Regions from separate parts of the Capra hircus genome. Here region 1 is linked to region 2. Evidence: chromatin contacts called from public Hi-C data. All regions are on one chromosome and are shown on one strand. Each heading gives the region's core, a stretch centred on a gene start, on an enhancer-like site or on the middle of the called end of the contact. The rest is flanking DNA. Distances are from core to core; before and after follow the strand shown. Region 1 has its middle 24 kb from the start of ZBTB43. Region 2 has its middle 94 kb from the start of LMX1B.

Region 1 (5,783 bases), core at 2,982-5,481, 71 kb before region 2:
AATGAGTCAGTTCTTCACATCAGGTGGCCAAAGGATTGGGGTTTCAGCTTCAGCGTCAGACTTTCCAGTGAATATGCAGGACTAATTTCCTTTAGGATTGACTGGTTGGATCTCCTTGCAGTTCAAGGGACTCTCAAGAGTCTTCTCCAACACCACAGTTCGAAAGCATCAATTCTTCAGTGCTCAGCCTTCTTTATAGTCCAACGCTCACATCCATATATGACTACAGGAAAAACCAAAGCTTTTATTCTGTGGACCTTTGTAGGCAAAGTAATGTCTCTCCTTTTTAATATGTTGTCTAGGTTTGCCATAGCTTTGTAAAAAACATGAATCTTCTCACTTCCCCTCTTGCCTCTCATTTCTCAAGGGTGTTCCAGGCTCTGAGGAGGAAGACTCATCCTTCTGCTATAACTTACTCTCAGGCTCTCCTTATTCTCACTCCTCTCCAGTGATGTCAGCTTTCTTTCCATTTCTTTTTCCTTTTTTTTTTTCCCTTGCCTCTCCATGTGGCAAGTGGGATCTTAGTTCGCCAACCAGGGACTGAAGCTGTGCCCCCTGCAGTGGAATCATGGAGTTTTAACCACTGGATGCCCAGGGAAATCCCTCTTTCTATTTTTAATTTCTGAAAAGTACCAAGAATCTTCTTGCCTTATGACACTTTCACCTGTTCTCCCCTCTGCCTGGAGTGCTTGTAAACTTAAAAAAATATTCACAGCTTAAAAGTTGAGAGTTATGTTTTATTCAGCAGGAATTTTTAGAACTTCAAGCCCAGGAGGCAGCATCTCAAGTAACTCAGAGAACTGCTGCAACGAGGTTGGGGGCAGGGGAGCCAAGTTATATAGAAGTTTTGCAACAAAGGGCAGGTGGTCTGAACATCAAAAGATTCAGTTCGGTTTGGTTCGGTTCAGTCGCTCAGTCGTGTACAACTCTGCGACTCCATGGACTGCAGCACGTCAGGCTTCCCTGTCCATCACCAACTCCCAAAGCTTGCTCAAACTCATGTCCATCGAGCCGGTGATGCCATCCAACCATCTCATCCTCTATCTTCCCCTTCTCCTCCACCTTCAATCTTTCCCAGCTTCAGGGTCTTTTCCAATGAGTTCATTCTTCACATCACATGGCCAAAGTATTGGAGTTTCAGCTTCAGCATCAGTCCTTCCAATGAATATTCAGGACTGATTTCCTTTAGGATGGACTGGTTGGATCTCCTTGCAGTCCAAGGGACTCGCAAGAGTCTTCTCCAACACCACAGTTCAAAAGCATCAATTCTTCGGTGCTCAGCTTTCTTTATAGTCCAACTCTCTTTTCCATACATGACTACTAGAAAAACCGTAGCTTTGACTAGATAGATGGGCCTTTGTTGGCAAAGTAATGTCTCTGCTTTTTAATATACTGTCTAGGTTGGTCATAGCTTTTCTTCCAAGGATTAATAATCAAAAGATTATTGTGAATTAAAGGAAGCTAGATATCTCAAGTTAAGCAACGTAGTGTTTTTCTATGCATGGAAAGACGCAGGAGTCTGGGCTCTCTGAAATCATTCTTTTGATATGCACCTCAGCTGTCTGAGGCCAGTATCCTGTGTTTTCACGTCCCGAATTTCCTCAGGACTCATCATAGGGAGTGGCTGCAGTTTGGTGGTTGCTGGAGGGCAGGTGTTCTTTCCTTCTGGAGTTCCCTCAGGGCTCACCAGCTCACCATCCTGGTGGCTGCAATTGCTGATGACTGTGACATCTTTGTTTACTGAAGGTGAAAAGTGTTAGTTGCTCAATTGTGCCCAACTCTTTGTGACCCCGTGGACTGTAACCTACCATGCTCCTCTGTCCATATGATTTTTCAAACAAGAATACTGGAGTGGGTAGCCAGTCCCTTCTCTAGGGGATTTTCCTGACCCAGGGATCAAACCGGGGTCTGCTGCATTGCAGGTAGATTCTTAATCATCTGAGTCACCAGGGAAGCGATTGATGTGGCAGGAAATATTCCATTTCTCAGCTCCTCCTTGTCACTCCCCTTTCTGCCTAGCTGTGTGCGTGGTAAGGTGCTTCAGTCGTGTCTGACTCCTTGTGACCTTATGGACTGTAGCCCTCCAGGCTCCTCTGCCTCTTCACTTTCTCCTGAGTTACTCCTATCCATTTTTCAGGTCTCAGCGTAGATGTCCCTTCCTCAAGAAACCTTCTCTGATGCTCTATACCTGCATTTGGTGCCAGGTATTTATTTGGTGCCTACTATTTGGTAGGCCTTGTGCTATGATGAACAAAGCTCATCTGCTCCCTGCCTGCTCAGAATTTTCATTCCAGTTGGGGGAACAGCTTTTAAAAGTTAATGAGCAAATAAAAAAGTTGTTGCAAGTGCCAAGAAGTTCGATAAAGAAAATACAAAAGACTTGGTTAGAAAATAACTGGGCAATCGGGCAGGTGTTCTTTAGAGAGTGTGGTCAGGAAAGGCCTGGGGTGTTCCATGACATGGAGAACTTCTAATTCAGAGAGAAGAAGTGACGGGAACAGCATTCCAGGTGGAGTGAACAGCATCTGCGAAAGAACTGAGCTCAGGAAGAATCTGGCATGTTTGAGGAAGCGCACATGACTGCTGTGGAGTGAGCAGAGGGTGGAGAGAGGGGCATGAACTGAGGCTGGTGAGAACACCACATCAGGGCATTTCTAAATCTGGCAAGGAGCTGAGATTTTTTAATTCAGTGCTTATTTTGGCCATGCTGGGTCTCTGTTGCTGCATGCGGGCTTTCTCTAGCTGTGGTGAGTGGGTCTACTCTCTAGTTGTGCTGCTTGGGCTGCTCGGTGTGGGGGGCTTCTCTTGTTGTGGCTTGTGGGCTCTAGAGCATGCAGGCTTCAGTAGTTGTGGTCCACGGGCTTAGTTCCCCCTCAACGTGTGGATCTTCCTGGACCAGGGCCGCACTCATGTCTCCTGCATTGGCGGGCAGATTCCTAACCACTGGACCACCGGGGAAGCCCTAGATTTTATATTAAAGGCAATGGGAGCCATCAGAGTTTTTGAGCAAGGGATGGGTGTGATTCAGTTCCCGTCCTAAGATCCCACTGGCTGTTTGTGAAGCATAGTTGGTAGAGGGCGAGGCTGGAGCTGCTAAAATCCTCCTGCGAAGGCCCTGGGGAGAAGTCTTTGTCCAGGGAAGAGGTGAGAATGGCTTGGACCGAGAAGGTAAGAATGACAATGGGGAAAAGAAGAAAGCTCATGGTATGTTTTAGAGGTGGAAAGGGTCAGGCCTTGCAGAAATATTGACGATGGGGCTGGGCGCAGGGGAGTAATCTGGCTTTGGGGTCTTCTGTCCGCTGCTGAGTGTTTTCATCTGTCAAATGGGCACGCATAGTGAGATAACTAATGTAAATTGTGGAGGCCTGTGCTCACCACATGCTGATTTCCATGCATATCCTGGTTATCAAGCTGGGTTGGGTCCCCAGAGATCCAAGTCTGAGTCTTATTTAGCTCTTGACCTCAGAGAATGACCGAGTGAAAAATTCACAAAACTAAATTGTGTTTAAAAATTGTTCCCTGTAGCATCAGCCCTGATTTTCACTGATCCCCTGTTTTCAACCCAGCCCAGAGCTCCCGCGAGGTCTCCAGGTGGCATCCAGGGTGCTGCAGTTCAGCACATGGTCAGCAGATGGCGCTAGAGGCTAAGGGACGGGTCCCCTTCCCTAGGACCCTCCCTGCAGCCCTCCCTCGGCTATTTCTTCTCCTTCCCCATTTTCAGAGCCAACTCTAGCTCCCTGGGCTGCCCTTGCATCAGACTTGAGGGGCTTGAGGCTAGACCCTCTGCAGGCTCCTGGGAATGCAGGCCTATTTCGGAGAAGCAGAAAGAAAGCCTGAGACCCAGCTGGGAGTCTTGAATGGGCCCTACCCTCTCTGGAAGACCTCCCAGGAAATCACTTTATAAATAGGGCAGTGTGGGTCCCGAATGACAGCGAGGTTTTCCTCAGAAGAGCCACTTCATCTGTGAACAAGGGAGCTATGAGACCTCTTAGAGCAGCCCCATGACCTCCGTGTCCATCCTGTGTAAAATATGAAATAAGAGTTTTAATTACCAAGTTTGGAAGCCAGCCGATGCATTTAATATTTAATGTCTCCAATGCTTCTGCCCCAGGCTTGCCGGCATGGACAGAATTGGGGTTTCCCTTGGGTTGGCTCTGAATGTGCTTGGAGACCGGCCAGGCTGCTGCCTACCCCAACACTTGGAAGCCTCCTGTCGCCCAGCCGGGGCCCAGGCCTGCCCTGGGCCTCCCACTCCCTGAGGAACTCCTGCCAAGATGGCCCAGCGGGCTTGTCCCCACTGAATCCAGGACCTGGAGTCCCATGGAGGCATCTAATGCCAGCCTCAGCCCAAGGTCCTTGCAGAGGACAGGAATCAGTGAAGTTTCCCCAGAAGAGGGAAACAAACAGAGACAGACAGACCTGAGTTTGAATTCTGCTCTCCAAAAAAGTAGCTCAGCCTCTCTGGGTATATAAAATTACATATTTTATAATTTGTAAAGTGGAGAGTGTATTTCGTGCATTGTGGGTTGCTCTGGACAACAGATGGCCATCTGAGGCTTAGCGTGTGCCTGGAAGCCAGCCCAGCACTTCGCATGTCCTGTACCTTTGGCATCTGCGGTAGTCCTGTGACGTAAGTTGGGGCTGGAACCCAGGACATTCTGACTCCAGAGGAATGGATGAGGTCTCCTAGATGCCACGTATTCTGTTACCTCCGAAATCCTCTAAGCAAACACACTGCAGAGACTTGGAGGAATTTGAGCTTGAAGGGAACATGGCCACCTCGTCCCAGACCCTAGCTTATCCTAGGCTGCATGGCCCTTTATACCTCAGGGACCACCAAGAGCATTGCTAATGGGGGCTCAGAGCAGCAGCCCTAACAAAACCACCCACGCCACTGTTGTTTGCCCTGAATGTCTACTTCTGAGAAAGAAGGGGTGGGCAGGCAAGCTGCATTTGTTGGGCTGATTTGACACTGTTGGAATGGATGGAGTTTTCAGGGCCATCTTGGGGCTGGCCACACACTTTGGTACATCTTTAGGCTCGTGCGTCTTTGCTTGTTCTACTGGTTCCTTGTGCGTGGATGATAACAAGTGACGGGGTTTGAGGACATCCAGCAGCTGGAGCCACTTATCTTCAAAGGTAACAGAATACGTGGCATCTAGGAGACCTCATCCATTCCTTCTCCAGCACATGAAGGAGGGACAGATAGGTTGGAGAAAGAGAGGAGGGTGACAATGAGCTCCAATTAATTTTATTTTTTTGGCCAATCTTCATGGCATGCAGGATTCTAGTTCCACAATCAGAGATTGAATGTGAGCACCCTGTAGTGGAAGCACAGAGTCCCAACCACTGGACAGCCGGGGAAGTCCTGAGCTCCACTTTATAACCGTCTGATGGGCAGGTGTTGGTGGAGACGTGGAGACCTAGGAATCCTTGTCCTAGTGGAAGGGTGAGCTATGGGGCCAGTGTGGAAGGCATATATCCCAGCAATTCCACTTCTGATCACGTCCTCCAGAGCATCTCTCACCCAGGCAGACAAAGAGACTTCCCCAGTGATAGTCCTCTAAGTATTTGCTGGTAATAGCCAAGGGCTGGAAACACCCAAGATGTCTACTCAAAAAGAAGTAGATAAATCACAGGCGGCATATGCAAATGACGAACACCAGGCAGGGTTCAATGGAATGAATTAGAATGATGTGTATTAACATGGGCAGGTCGTAAAAAGGTAATGCCAAACAAGGTGTCTGGCAGGTACGGCTTATATATGCTGCAATATATATTCT
Region 2 (5,800 bases), core at 2,830-5,329:
CGCTTTACCCTCTGAGCCACCAGATGAGTGCAATTGTGTGGTAGTTTGAACATTCTTTGGCATTGCCTTTCTTTGGGATTGGAATGAAAACTGACCTTTTTTTGTCCTGTGGCCACTGCTGAGTTTTCCAAATTTGCTGGCATATTGTGTGCAACACTTTCACAGCATCATCTTGCAGGATTTGAAATAGCCCAACTGGAATTCCATCACCTCCACTAGTTTTGTTCATAGTGATGCTTCCTAAGGCCCACTTTAACTTTGCATTCCAGGGTGTCTGGCTCTAGGTGAATGATCATACCATTGTGGTTATCTGGGTCATGAAGATCTTTTTTGTATAGTTCTGTGTATTCTTGCCCCCTCTTCTTAATATCTTCTGCTTCTGTTAGGTCCTTACAGTTTCTGTCCTTTATTGTGCTCATCTTTACATGAAATGTTCTCTTGGTATCTCTAATTTTCTTGAAGAGATCTCTTGTTTTCCCATTCTATTGTTTTCCTCTATTTCTTTGCATTGATCACTTGGAAGGCTTTCTTATCTCTCCTTGCTATTCTTTGAAACGCTGCATTCAGATGGATATATTAAAGACCTTCTATTCCATAAACTAGAAGAAGTTATTTGTAGCACATATAACTAGCAAAGAATTTGTATCTAGAATAGAGTTTTTACAAACAACCCTAGAAATAAATACACCAAAGACAAACAACCCGAAAGAAAATTGAGTGAAAGACATATCGCAAAAGAAAACGCTCAGATGTAGGATGCACATCTGAAAAGATGCTCAACCTCGCTGATAGTAGATCCTTTGGGGCAGATCAAAATGGATAAGTACTGTCAAGGATGTGGAGCAATCAGAACTCTTCTTGATCGCTGTCGGAAGTGTAAACAGTAAAATCACTGCGGGAAACACTGTCTGACAAAGCTGACCCCGTGCACATCCTGGCAGCCCAGCAACTCCCCACCAGGTTATGCTCTTGAAAGACTCTAGTGTGTGTGCATCAGGACCCATGTAGACGGACACTCACTGTAGCACTGTTTATTTTAATGAAAGGTTGGAAAAACCCAAGTATCTGTAACAGGGGAATTAATAAATGGAATATTGTATAGCAATGAATAATGGCCACATGCAGTAATATGGATGAATGTTGGCAGCAATATTGTATAAAAAAATGGAACTAGCAGAAGACTATGCATAGTATACTACTAGTATAAAATTCAGAAACATGGAAAACTGAAAAAATATAATTTTATGGGATCAGGAATTAGGTTTGTTTTTTTTTTAAGCAAGGCAATCATAAACACAAAATACAAGATAGTGGTTATCTTTGGGATGAGGTATGGAGCAAGTTGGCTGGAATCCACAGGAAGGCTCAGTGGTCTTGAGTGTGTCCTAGCTCCTGTGTTTGGTAATGCCCTAGTTGGGTTCATAGGTGTTTATCTTATTACACTTTACAACTTATAGTTATAGATTTTGTGTACATATAAAATATAACAAAAAGAAAAATGAAATCCAGTTATATATATTAAAAAAATAAGGAATAACAATGACCAAAAAAACCCCACCAAAGATTGTAAAATAAAGGGCTGGACAGAGACAAAGATATTAATAGAATGAGAAAGACTAGAGATCTCTTCAAGAAAATTAGAGATACCAAGGGAATATTTCATGCAAAGATGGGCTCAATAAAGGACAGAAATGGTATGGACCTAACAGAAGCAGAAGATATTAAGAAGAGGTGGCAAGAATACATGGAAGAACTGTACAAAAAAGATCTTCATGACCCAGATAATCATGATGGTGTGATCATTCACAGTCGCCTAGAGCCAGACATTAGGAAGCATCACTACAAACAAAGCTAGTGGAGGTGATGGAATTCCAGTTGAGCTATTTCAAATCCTGAAAGATGATGCTGTGAAAGTGCTGCACTCAATATGCCAGCAAATTTGGAAAACTCAGCAGTGGCCACAGGACTGGAAAAGGTCAGTTTTCACTCCAATCCCTAAGAAAGGCAATGCCAAAGAATGCTCAAACTACTGCATGATTGCACTCATCTCACACGCTAGCAAAGTAATGCTCAAAGTTCTCCAAGCCAGGCTTCAGCAATACGTGAACCGTGAGCTTCCAGATGTTCAAGCTGGTTTTAGAAAAGGAAGGGGAACCAGAGATCAAATTGCCAACATCCTCTGGATCATGGAAAAAGCAAGAGAGTTCCAGAAAAACATCTGTTTCTGCTTTCTTGACTATGCCAAAGCCTTTGACTGTGTGGATCACAATAAACTGTGGAAAATCCTAAAGGAGATGGGAATACCAGACCACCTGACCTGCCTCTTGAGAAACCTGTACGCAGGTCAGGAAGCAACAGTTAGAACTGGACATGGAACAACAGACTGGTTCCAGATAGGAAAAGGAGTACGTCAAGGCTGTATATTGTTACCCTGCTTATTTAACTTATATGCAGAGTACATCATGAGAAATGCTGGGCTGGAGGAAGCAGAAGCTGGAATCAAGATTACTGGGAAAAGTATCAATAACCTCAGATATGCAGATGACATCAGCCTTATGGCAGAAAGTGAAGAAGAACTAAAGAGCCTCTTGATGAAAGTGAAAGAGGAGAGCGGAAAAGCTGGCTTAAAGCTCAACATTCAGAAAACTAAGATCATGGCATCTGGTCCCATCACTTCATGGGAAATACGTGGGGAAACAGTGGAAACAGTGGCTGACTTTTTTGGTGGGGGGCTCCAAAATCACTGCATATGGTGATTGCAGCCATGAAATTAAAAGACACTTACTCCTTGGAAGGAAAGTTATGACCAACCTAGATAGCATATTGAAAAGCAGAGATATTACCTTGCCAACAAAGGTCTGTCTAGTCGAGGCTATAGTTTTTCCAGTGGTCATGTATGGATGTGAAAATTGGACTGTAAAGAAAGCTGAGCTCCGAAGAATTGATGCTTTTGAACTGTGGTGTTGGAGAAGACTCTTGAGAGTCCCTTGGACTGCAAGGAGATTCAATCAGTCCATCCTAAAGGAGATCAGTCCTGGGTGTTCACTGGAAAGACTGATGGTGAAGCTGAAACTCCAATACTTTGGCCATCTGATGCAAATAGTTGACTCATTGGAAAAGACCCTGATGCTGGGAAAGATTGAGGGCAGGAAGGGAAGGGGATGACAGAGGATGAGATGGTTGGGTGGCATCACTGACTCATGGACATGGATTTGGGTAGACTTCAGCAGTTGGTGATAGACAGGGAGGCCTGGTGTGCTGCAGTTCATGGGGTCGCAAAGAGTCGAACATGACAGGGACTGAACTGAACTGATCTGAAAGTACACACACACATACACACACACACACGTGTAGAATGTAGGGGTACCAACATTATTATCATTGCACAATTCAAGACCAAAACCATTAAACAGAACAAAGAGGAACATTAGCTAATGAAGAAAGGTACATTTCCTGGGAAAGATAATCATAAACTTTATTGTATCAAGCAACACAGCAGCCAACTAATGTAAAGTAAAAACTGCAGGGGGAAAACCTCAGTAGTTTATCTTAATGGTCTTCCTGCTCAGTGGGAGGAGAGTCCACCCTACCATGGTGCTGCTGGCCAGGCCCACTCCTGAGCAGGTGGCTTTGAGCAGTAACCTCAGGTGCCCACCTTTCCGAGGGATTTAGAAAGGGTTCAGGGAGTATGGCCAGGCTCCCAGGGATCCTGGTCCAGCCTCCAGCTCAGCTCCTGTATCTGCTTCTCTACTGGCCTCCCAAATAGACGACCCCTACTTCTTCCTGCTTCTTCTTCTGACCTGCCTGAGGTTCATCAACTTTCTAGGTTCCTAATCTAGACTGGCTGTGTGAATTTAGTAAGTGGCTGCACCACTCTGAGCTCTGCTGTTCCCTTCTGGACAGCATGAGGCAATGACGCACAGGCAGAAGTCCTGTCTGTGATAGGCGGGGCCAGCCATGAGAGGGAGGGTGCATTCTGGCTGGCAGTCTCCCTTTCTCCCTGCTTCTCTTGTCCTGGCCTGTCTGAGCCAACCTGCTGGCCAGCACCTGGGAGGCAGCTTAGGACCGGCCACACCTCTGGCCCTGCTATTGAATCCTCACTCCTGTTGTCCTGGGACGCAGCCTCCGCCTCTGTCTCTCCGGCCATTCCAAGGCACTCCTTGGCTTGGAGCCTGGTCTGGAGAAGTCTGCCCCACCCCCTCAGAAGGGCAGAGTTGTGTAATATTTGGGGCTTTTCCGGTCTGTCCTGGTCTTCCTTGTAGGCAGAGTTGCTTGTTTACACTGGTGAGTTGCTCTCAGGATCTGCCACTCACCAGCTTTGTGAAGTTGAACAGGCTCCACCTGTCAGCCTCAGCATGTTCATCTGTAAAATGGGGATGATAATACTTTGAGTGAAAATGCAATGAGATCATATCTAGAGGCACTGGCCTATGATAAGTACTCAGGACTCAGCAGCTATCGTTATTCTGGTTATCGTCACTGTTAGCATTATGACTTATTGTTGGCAGAGTATTTTTACAAGCAAAAAAGACCTGTTGCAGTAAGTTGCTTTCTTCCAGAGTTGCAGCTTCACTTTGCTTTGCAGAGCAGGTTTCTGCTCATGTCACAGTCACTCTGTTTGTGGACATTTTTCTGATGGGTATAACTTGATTATTTGCTCGTTAGTAACTCGGCACCCGTAATTCACTTTTTCAGTTGAACACTGTTGCTTATGAAGTACCCCCACTGCCTGGCCCTGCAGCACAGCCTCCCAGTTTCAGCTGTGGGTGAACCAGAGAGGATTCCCTTCCGTGTGTATGGGACCAGAGGGGACCAGGAAGGTACTCATGGCCAAGACCTCAGATGACATAGCTACCAACATCCCTGTAACTTGTGCCTTGAGGCTCAGGCCTGGCTGACTGGCAGGGACAAGCTCCCACTGACTGTGCCCCAGTGCCCCTTCTGGAATGGCGCTGGAGGCCATGGGAGGCCCAGGTGTCTGTTAGTCTCAGAGCATGGGGGAAGGAAGGCTGGTGCCCCAGGAAGCCCAGCTCCTGGAAGCTTCCCTGTCATGCCAGGCCCCACGCGAGAGCTTTACACTGCAGCTTTAACGGGCAGGTGGAGCCTTGCCATTGTCAGTGCCGAAGACCACCCCACATCCACCTCTTCCAGTGGCTTCCCTGGTGGTTCAGATGGTAAAGGATCTGCCTGCAATGTAGGAGACTGAAGCTCAATCCCTGGGTTGGGAAGATCCCCTGGAGCAGGGCACGGTGACCCACTCCAGATTCTGGCCTGGAGAATGCCATGGATAGAGGAGCCTGGTGGACAGTCCATGGGGTCACAAAGAGTTGGGCTCAGCTGAGCGACGAACGCTGACTTTTCAAGGCCCTTAGGCCCCTCTTGGTTCAGTGTTCTGGGCTGAGTTAGCTTCCGGGCTAGGCAGAGGGAGGGGTATCCATGAATAGTCAGGCCCACTGTTTGAGCTCCTGGTTCACTTGCTCATGTGACCCTCACGATGGCTCTGTGCTCATCCTTCAGTTCACAAAGGAACCAAGGCTGCGGGGTGGTTAAGTGACTTGCCCAAGGTCACGTGGCCAGCGAGTGGCAGAGCTGGGACTGGAACTTGACAACGTTACACTCACTTCCCATTCTCTGAAGCTGGACAGGGTGGGGTCCCGTCAGACACCAGAGCCCCAGGCACCCACCAGAACAGTTGCCCCCTCATTGGCAGACCACAGGGACTGAAATGATCAGAATGAGATACTGACCCTCACATCCGGGGCCCCCAACTCTGACCTGTATCCTATGTTCTGGAAGCATC

The links. Hi-C and Micro-C count contacts between places; a contact is called where the count stands out from the background.
Region 1: a Hi-C map of liver shows a contact between it and region 2, with 3 times the contacts expected there. The contact joins two enhancer-like sites. A contact is called at or near these places in 2 of 5 Hi-C or Micro-C datasets (blood and liver).

Annotation. Positions count from the first base shown.
Region 1 is chr11:97,099,234-97,105,016 of ARS1.2, reverse strand. No RefSeq gene overlaps it. Among named protein-coding and RNA genes, the nearest start is that of ZBTB43, 24 kb to the left of the region's middle. Within about 2 kb of position 4,231, at least 1 of the 5 cell types and tissues checked has an H3K27ac peak or open chromatin away from gene starts, as enhancers often do.
Region 2 is chr11:97,028,305-97,034,104 of ARS1.2, reverse strand. No RefSeq gene overlaps it. Among named protein-coding and RNA genes, the nearest start is that of LMX1B, 94 kb to the right of the region's middle. Within about 2 kb of position 4,079, at least 2 of the 5 cell types and tissues checked have an H3K27ac peak or open chromatin away from gene starts, as enhancers often do.